Regions from separate parts of the Ovis aries genome. Here region 2 is linked to region 1. A link is a contact called in public Hi-C data. All regions are on one chromosome and are shown on one strand. Each heading gives the region's core, a stretch centred on a gene start, on an enhancer-like site or on the middle of the called end of the contact. The rest is flanking DNA. Distances are from core to core; before and after follow the strand shown.

Region 1 (4,292 bases), core at 846-3,345:
AACCGTGAAACGCACCATTGTGACCGGGGCTCCTCCACGGAGTTTCCAACCCTGGGGAGCGGGGGCGGAGGTGGGGCGGGGGCAGCAGGAGTGGAGGAGAGGTCGACAGAAAGGGAAAGAGAGAGATTCTCAGAAAGACCGAGGGAGAGGAGGCAAACCGCGGCGGAGAGTTTCTGCGAGCGCAGGGTCCGAGGGAAGGGGGTAGGGTTGGGTGGGTGCGGGGGTGGGAGCGGGTGTGAAGGCTGCTGTGGCCCAAGAGGTATTTGATAGTCACATTATGAGCATCTTAAGATAAGAGAACTCTAATAAACTCAAACTTCATTGACTGTGCTCAGAAACCATGTTGGGCAGCTTTTCCTTTACCCAACTCGGTTCTGTAAAATATCTCTCCTTCGTGGGAAAAGAAGATTCAGGATTGGGTTCGCGATGAAATGACTGAACGGCGCTCTGTACCTCTCTCCCGGCACTCTAGGGCTCTGGGATAATAGCCTGAGATTTCTGATTACCAAACTTCTTGCAGCTCTTCCCTTTAGACAGTCCGTGGGCACAACAGATAAATGACAATCTCCAAGAACGTTCTTTAGAATCAAGGGACAAATGCCTTCTACCTCACGATCGCCCCAAGCTTCCAACAGGTTTGAGAGGTGCCCTTGGAAGTCAGTCTCCGCAAGCTGCACTCGCTTGACCGTTCTCCTCTTACCACCGAGAACTTTCATTTCTATAAAGAGTAAAACACTCCGAGCAACTTCTCCAAAAGCGCGAATTCTGTCAGTTAAAACATGTCTTACCCATACCAAGTCAAGGCCCAGAGGAGGGGGGGACACCGTCTCCACGCATGTTGGGGCACGGGGGTCGGCAATTACACCCGATTACCTACGAAGGGAAAAGTGTACACGGGCAAGTCGGCGACGCCAGGCAGACGTGCCTGGTGGAGCCCCAGGCTTATTTCAATACAATAAGCCGCATTCCTACAATTACGCCCTCTTTCCTGAGATCCTCCGAACCCGGCTGCAAACTCCGGCCAGGTCCCCTTTCCTCCCAAGCTTCGTCCCAGTCAACCATCTCGGAGTCACCATTAGGTAGATTAACTTGGACCCACTGGAGCTCCTATTTCCAATCCTAGTTAAAAGGCAAGAAAATTACTGCCGTTCATCACAGGAGCTGCAACTCCCTGCCGCTGCCGCCGCCGCCGCCGCCGCCGCCTAGAGCATCATTACCATGACAACTAGAGCCGAAATACCCTGAATTACAACGCTGGAGCTGCTACTGCACAAATCCCGGTCCTCGTCTTTGTTAGAGGCTTTTCGCCTCTTCGGGTAAGGAGAGGAATCCCACAAGCTCCGCAGGCCCGCTACCGGGAGGGAAAAGTTTCAGATCAGAACCCACCGGCGACTCCGCGAGCAAAGCCAGAGCGAGAAGGCTGGGGCGGCGGGGGGGGGGGAACCCCAACTCTAAAAGTTGTCAATTTCAGAAGCTGAGCTTCCCAGCGCGCCAACTTTTTTAACAAGTCCCCCTATTAACTGAGCGAATCTCATACGTACTTGAATGCTGTGGCGGTTCCGTCTTTAGTGCGAGTTTCTAGAAAGCTGCCCCGAAATCTGCACTGGGGGGGAGTCAATGTTGCTGTCCCGGAAGGGCTGCGGTGTACAAGTCCAGCGGCTCCCAGAGGCAGTGAGCTGCTGGCAGGGGATGCTGCTATCCCGACTCATGGGAGAGCGCCGCCGAGGGGTTCCGCGGGCGTCCCGTCTCCGGCCGCGACCAGGGGATAGGATGCCGCTTCTGTTCCCACCTCCACGGCCACCGCCGGCGCTGTCAGCGTTGCAAAGTGAGCCCGGGAGGGGAGTCCGACTGCGGCGATGCGCTGCACCCGCGAGGGCGCAGGGCGAGAGGGGTGTGAGCGCACGGGAGAGAGTAGAGTGTGTGTGAGGAGCGTGTGTGCGCTCGTGTGTCTGTGTGTGCGAGTGAGGGAGCGGGTGTGAGCTTGTCTATGTGTGGGGAGCGGAGGAGGAGCAGGAGCTGGAGGGGTGGGGGGCGGGAGGCAGGAGACTCCGCTCTCCCGGCTGCGCGTTCGCTCGCTCTCTCGGCACGTCATTTATGCCACAGGAGCCCTAGCGCCCTCTCCATAGAGTGCCTGGAATGCGAGACGTCAATGTGACGCCATGGGACGCTACGTCACCCTCCTCCTCCCTCCTCTGGCCCAGTCGGTTCCGCGTGTGCGAGGGAGGGTGTGTGTGTGTGTGTGTGTGTGTGTGTGTGTGTGTGTGTGTGCATGTGCGAGCACGCGCGCGCGCGTTCCCCGGCCATTCGCAGGGCAGCACAATGGAAACTGTGCGGCGCAGCCAGTCCTGGCGCGGGGACCTTTCGGACTAGTGCTGCCAACCCCTTTGCAACCGCGCGGCTCGCCCGGTCGCGAGTCGGTAAGAGGGTGCAGCGGCCCGCCCGCAGGTCAGGCGGGACCGCCCAGCTGTCAGGCTCGGGTGGAGTAGAGTTGGAGGAGTGCTACTGGCACGCCTCCGAGGCTGCCCCGGGGCAGGGAGCCAGGGCGAGGGGGTAAGAAAGAGGACAGCTCTTCCGAAAGCGAAGGCTCCGCCAAACAGCTTCTCTGAGTGACCTGGCAGCCAGTGCAGGAGTCAGGCACCAGTCCGAAGACTCCCTGAGGTGCAGTTGCGCTTTCCCCAAGCAACAGCCTAAAGCTGTTTACGTCTCTCGTCTCTCTGGCTCTCGGTGCCTAGGCTTAATCCCTCTCCTCCTCCGGTCATTTGCTGGGTGCGTGTTTTGCACAGAGATACCGCTGGCTCTGGGAAGATAAGGTTTTCTTTCTTTAAACTTAAGGTGTGAATTTCCTAACTGGACCTTATAACCCAATTTAGTGCACATCCACCATCCGCGCGTGCTGTAGCAGCAACTACTTAATGTGTGTAAAACAAACACACACGTGTTGAACAGCTGAGCGGGTCTGACTGCTGCAAACCACCCTCTCCCGTCAGAAATGGAGCTCTCACTTTTTGCACTTTCACTTTTTGATGGTTGTAGATGGGGCTCCCCTCCACCTCCCAAATTAAACATTTCGAAATCAATCAACAGGATTTATTAGTCAGTCCTTCGTTAGGGGATTTGTTCTGGTCTCCCGAGACGCGTTTGTTATGAAATGGTGAGCTGAAAGCCTGGGAGATTCTGTTACGGAGAGCAGTTTCTTCCTGGAAGTGATGAATACAAGTGTGAATTTCTTGCTGAAAACAATAACAACATTTTATCAGAGTTAAAGTCCCCTAGCTCCATAAGTTGCAGCTGGATGAAAGCAACCACTTTAAGAAATGAATTTTTGAGGAGGAGAAAATATTTGAGTGAAACTATGCAGACAGACATGGTCCCCATGTGGTCCGCTTGAATCAGACGTGACATTTATGTTTCTGACCTGTCACAATCTTTGCGTTTGTGTTGAGGGTAGGGTGGGGCGGAGCACACAATTCAGAATCGAAGGTTCGAGCTAGCACAAGAAACTTGAAAACAAAACTAAAGTTTTATATATGATCTGGGTATATTTCTTCGCCTCCACTTCCACTTCAGACAGGGTGGTGTGGAGAAGACCTGGAAGGGTGCTACGAAAGTTGACCTAGAGGACAGGAACAGAGTCTCTGCACTGCCACAGGTTCCAATCCAGTCTCGGAAGGAAGGAGGGCGCTGCTACACTGCATCCATTCAAAGACTGGCGGGTGGTGGGGGGAGCAGGACCTGGAGCCGCGCAGCACTGACGCACGCAAGGCGCGTGATTGACGCAGGCGATGTTACTAAATTCGGCGGTTGGCCCGGCCCCGCCGCCGGCGCGCGCCGCAGATAGCGGAGTAGGTTCCCCTCGGTCACCCCCGCCCCTTCTCCATTCAGCGCAGCGCCTGGGCGAGGAGGGGCGGGGCGGGGCGGGGCGGGGCCGGGTGCGCGCGGGGGCGGGGCGGGGCGGGGTGCGCGCGGCCGCGCCGGGATCCGGCCGCACCAAATATAGTGGGGCCTGGCTATTTTTAGCCGGGCCTCGGGCGCGAGCGCGCCGCGTGAGGGGGCGCCCTGACCCCGCGGGGAGTGCGGAGGGGGCGGGGGTGGAGTCGCCATCTTGGACTCGGCTCGACCCCGTCTGGTGACCGGCGACGCTGGGCCAGGCTCGGCGCAGGGGGTCGGGGTGAGTGGGTGTGAGCTGTGGGAGAGAGTGGGGCGCGCGGGCTGTGACGGGAGCGGAGGGCGAGTCAGGGCGCGGAGACCGCCATGAGGGGTGACTCGAGGGAGGGCCCGGGGCGCGCGGCCCG
Region 2 (4,307 bases), core at 781-3,280, 580 kb after region 1:
TGCAGCTATAACAAACAAGCAAACCAAATAGGCCTTCCCAGAGTCAGTGAGAGAATCAGTGGGACAACAGAAAACACCTAATCCAACTGCCCCCCACCCCATCCCCATGATACAGAAAGGGACATTAAGGTCCAGAGAAGGGAGGATTCGCCCCGGGTCTCACAGTCCATCAGCAACAGAGCTGGGACCGCACAGCTCTGCCACCTGCCTCAGGGTCCCTGCTGTGCCTGGAGCTATTCTCCCTGCTTTCCCACTCCCAGAAACACATCCCTCAAGCAAAACTCATAGCCCCAGCTGCCTGACAGTCTACCTGGAGAAACCAGGAAAGAGCAGCAGAATCATACCACTTGTTTCCGAATAAGGGTTGGAAGAAAAGCCTTAAGAGAGGTTTACATCCCCTTTGTGATATTCTCACCAGATGGGCATCCAGCAGCCTTTGAGCATCCCCGGTGACAGGGAAATTGGAACCTCCAAAATACCCTCCTTCCATCTCTGAGCAGCTTTGCGGTAAACAGAATTCCATCTCCCTTTATTCTGTGTGGGGAGACCTAAGGGGCATACTTCAGCCAGACCTCTGTGGGAGGCCGTAAACTGAGCTGCAATTGCGTTTGCAACTCTTTCCCTCACCAGGTCAAGTGTTTCTAAGGGCAGGGCTGGATCTGAGTTTGTATTCCCATGTCCTAAAATATAGCCAGACACAGGGAAGGCAGTCCAGAATGTTTGGTGAAAGAATGAGTGAACCAAAAAGAGAAACCGCAGGGTTTGACACACCCCCATTCATCTTACACAGTCTGCTGCAGTGGTCCTTACACATCCTGCCTCAGACCCTTCCAACACCTCCTCTCTGCCCTCTAGAAACAATTTACATCAATCCAATAAATACTTATTAAAAGGATAAGTATTCTTATCCATATAGCAGAGATTGAGGTCATCCAATTAAAACCTGCGGACCAAATCAGGTCCATCAACTGTTTTGTAAATAAAGTTTTATTGGAACACAGCCCCATTCACTCATTTACATATTATCTATGACAGCTTTTGTGCTTAGAGCCCAAAGTCCAGTAGAAATAACAGAAGAAGTATGACTCCAAAAGCCTCAAATATTCACTACCAGGCCCTTTACAGAAAATGTTTACTGACCCATGTGCTAGATACTGAGGATTCTACAGTGGGTGAAATATACATGGTCCCCTGATGCTTATAGACTTGACTGTTCCACCTCCGGCCCTTGCCTATCATTTCTGCCCTGTCTCCCACTGCCCTCTATCCAAGGTCTCTGAGAATACACCGGTTCCTAGATTCTGGAATTCACAGATCAATAAAAACAATTTTTTTAAAATCACAGAGGACTGACATAGGATTATCAGAGAGGTACATTTTAAAAAGCCAACTACCATCTAATGTCACAATCACTTGATAAGGAAAAAAACATTTCACATTAAAAAGCAGCAAGGCTATCTCTAAAAATAAAGTAGAATTACACAAGCTACATTAGTTTTACAGAATTCATTCTATGGGCTTTATTTTCCCCATTGCTATGAATAACGGCCATTCTTCACTAATCAGCACAGGTCTGCAGGCAGGAGCAGAGGACCTTTGATCTAGTTTGCTTTGTATTACTCATGGCTTGCTCTGTAAAAACTGGCTTGCTTTGTATTACCCATGTTTGCTATGACTCTTCCCTTGCAATTCTGCATCCAGAAAGCTCTTTCTCCTATACTCTTGCTCCTTGTTCAAAGCCCAGCTCATAAGCAGCAGAAAGCATAAGCTTCCCACCAGCAGCAATCTAAAGACCCAACATGCTCAAAGTTGCCCGCAGGCTGTGGCAGCACCAGTGAGTGATACAGCTAGGGCAGCTCTGTCAGCCACAGATCAGGGTGACAGGGGGGCCACCTGGAGTGCAGCCCTTCCTCTGGCACATGCAGGTGAAGCCATTTGACACAGGCACGCTGATGGCTCCCCAGGGAAGGTTCACACCCAAATGCCTGAGAGGTGAACACCAGCTTCCTGACAAGTCTCTCACGAGGACTCTGGGCAGCAGCCAGCTCCCAATCAGCAGGTGGCAGTGGCAGCCGCTGGGAGAGGTCGCCTTGCTGGCCGGCAGCCCCCAGATCCTGGGTACTTCTGCTCACATGAGGCTTCTGGAATCCCCTTGTATGATCCCGAGGTCTGGGGGAAAGTAAATTATGGCTCTACGTTGAAGATAATCCCAGTGCGGCCTGGTGCCAAGCATGCTTTTCTGCCTGACTCTCCTTCAGGGACAAACATTCTCCAGACACCCCAGCTGACCCAGCACCTCCTCCCTCCCTCAGCCCATGCGCCTCTGTGTGTGTGTGTGTGTGAGATCACTCTTGCAAACCCTCCACTGTGGGTGAGATATGAACAGTAAGCATCCCATCTCTTTTCACCACATTTCTCTAACTGTTCCCCACATTAGAGTGAGAGGTCTCCTTGTCCTTCTGAGTGGATTTTGTAGCCAGGCTGTTTGGCTTCTTGGTCCATTTAATCCATTGTGAGATAAAAGGGGGAAAAAAGGTCTAATTTCCAAGGGGAAATTAGAGACCCTGTGGCAAAACTGGAAAGAAGTCTCGGGGTCACTTGGCTCAAACACCTCCCACTACCAAGAGGAAAACTGAGGCCCGAGTGGGGAAGAGAATTGCTCAAGACCCCACAGAGGGAGCTGGAACCAAAAATAAGACCTCCATGATCAGTCCAAACCTTTTCAACTGGACACTAAAATGTCCAGATCCCCATTCCTTATAATTCAGAATGAAGGTCATTTTCCTTCTGGAAAACAAGAGAATAGGTACCAGCTCAGATTAGGACGTGGTAAGAAAAGGGGAGGCTGGCTGAGAAGGGAGTGTGTCCCAGGCAAGACACCTGGCATGTCAGACACCCAGCCTTCATAGTAGCATTTCCACTGAAGGCTGGAGGGACAGGGTCCACAAAATGTGTTCTCTTCAGACCTTCATATTCAGCCCAGATGGGGAAGCTGAGGCCCGAGGAAGGGGCCGGAATCAAGTGAGGGTCACACACAGTCAGGTGGGGGGTGGGATTAGGAGTGGGTCGCAGAGGGTCTGGCCCAGCTCTCTCCTTGGCAGTTGGTCAGACTGTGAGCAATCCCCACCCGGGGCTCCCGCCAGCCCTGAACTTGGGACTCCATCTCAGGTTTCCCTGCAAAGAGTCAGCTGTTCTCTTGTGCTGGCGGATGCCAGGCTGATACTGCATTCCTCTCCCTGGCCCTTGAGCCAGGGACATGCTTCCCCGAAGCCCGATGCTGTGTCCCCCGGCGTGATTTCTGTGTGGTGACCCAAGGAACAGCTGGTCGGGGGCTGGCAGGCCGAGGCTCTGAGTCAGGCCTGGCTAGCTCTGTGGAGATCACCTGCCCACCGGGAGGGCTTGGGTTTTACTACCCTCTGGCCGTGTGTCACAGCAGGACATGCTGAACTCCCCCTGTGACTTGAGGACATGGCTCAGACTGTCCCCAGGGCAAGTGGGGCAAGAGCACCGAAAGCAATGCCGGCAGCATCCCTCTCCCGGGGTGTCGTCTGGGGATGAAGCGGGGAGGCCTGGGCCCGATGCCTGCCCTCGGACAAGGGAGAAACAGTCTCAACCTCAGAACCTCCAGTTGCAGCCCAGGCTCGAGGACTGCCGGGCCTGGCTAGGAAACCCACAGACCAGCTCGGCCAAGAGCAAAGTAGAGAGAGGTGCCTTTCCCTAAAGAGTCCAGAACATCTCAAGGTCGCACCCTGCCCCATGGCCCAGATCCCCCAGCTTCTGTGGGCCCAAGACCTCAGAGTTCTAGCCCAAGTCCTTCATGGAACAAAAAAGAAAAAGGGGGCCCAGAGAAGGGAGGGAGTAACCCTGTGTCACACAGCATCTTAGAACCAGGACTGAAATCCAGCCCTGCTCCCCAGTCTAGTTCTCAACCCACAAGTGCTTTCAGAGCGTGGCAGTAACAGACCCCACTCTGGCCCTCAAAGGGTCACAAGGGAAACATTACCAGGAGCCACCAGGTTCCCTCACAGGGTGAATATTAAGTGTACTAAATGTAGTTTCCCTGTACAGAGTTGGGATTGCACAAAGTGTATACATACATATATATATATATATACATATATATATATACACACACACATATACTTGCTGAACTTATTAAAAAGCATATATATAATGTACATATATATATTGCTGAACTTATCTTAAAAAGCCAGTGCACTGCCTTTTTTAATAAGTTCAGCAATCCTCTATGTGTAATTATTATCATCGTTTATATGAAAATTAACCAGGAGACCCTCATTGGACCC

Evidence for each region. Hi-C and Micro-C count contacts between places; a contact is called where the count stands out from the background.
Region 2: a contact with region 1 is called in a Hi-C map of muscle, with 6 times the contacts expected there. The contact joins the enhancer-like site here to the promoter of NR4A3 in region 1. A contact is called at or near these places in 2 of 16 Hi-C or Micro-C datasets (muscle and skin fibroblasts).

What each region holds. Positions count from the first base shown.
Region 1 is chr2:48,015,735-48,020,026 of ARS-UI_Ramb_v3.0, forward strand. It overlaps NR4A3 (nuclear receptor subfamily 4 group A member 3), which reads right to left and starts at 2,096. Exons shown (of 10, transcript XM_042243202.2): 1 at 1,542-2,096; 2 at 795-873. LOC105607546 (dolichyl-diphosphooligosaccharide--protein glycosyltransferase subunit 1-like) reads left to right here and starts at 4,100. Exons shown (of 5, transcript XM_060409245.1): 1 at 4,100-4,168.
Region 2 is chr2:48,592,716-48,597,022 of ARS-UI_Ramb_v3.0, forward strand. No RefSeq gene overlaps it. Among named protein-coding and RNA genes, the nearest start is that of SEC61B, 40 kb to the right of the region's middle. Within about 2 kb of position 2,031, at least 13 of the 54 cell types and tissues checked have an H3K27ac peak or open chromatin away from gene starts, as enhancers often do. A contact at or near this core is called in muscle, where this site is marked.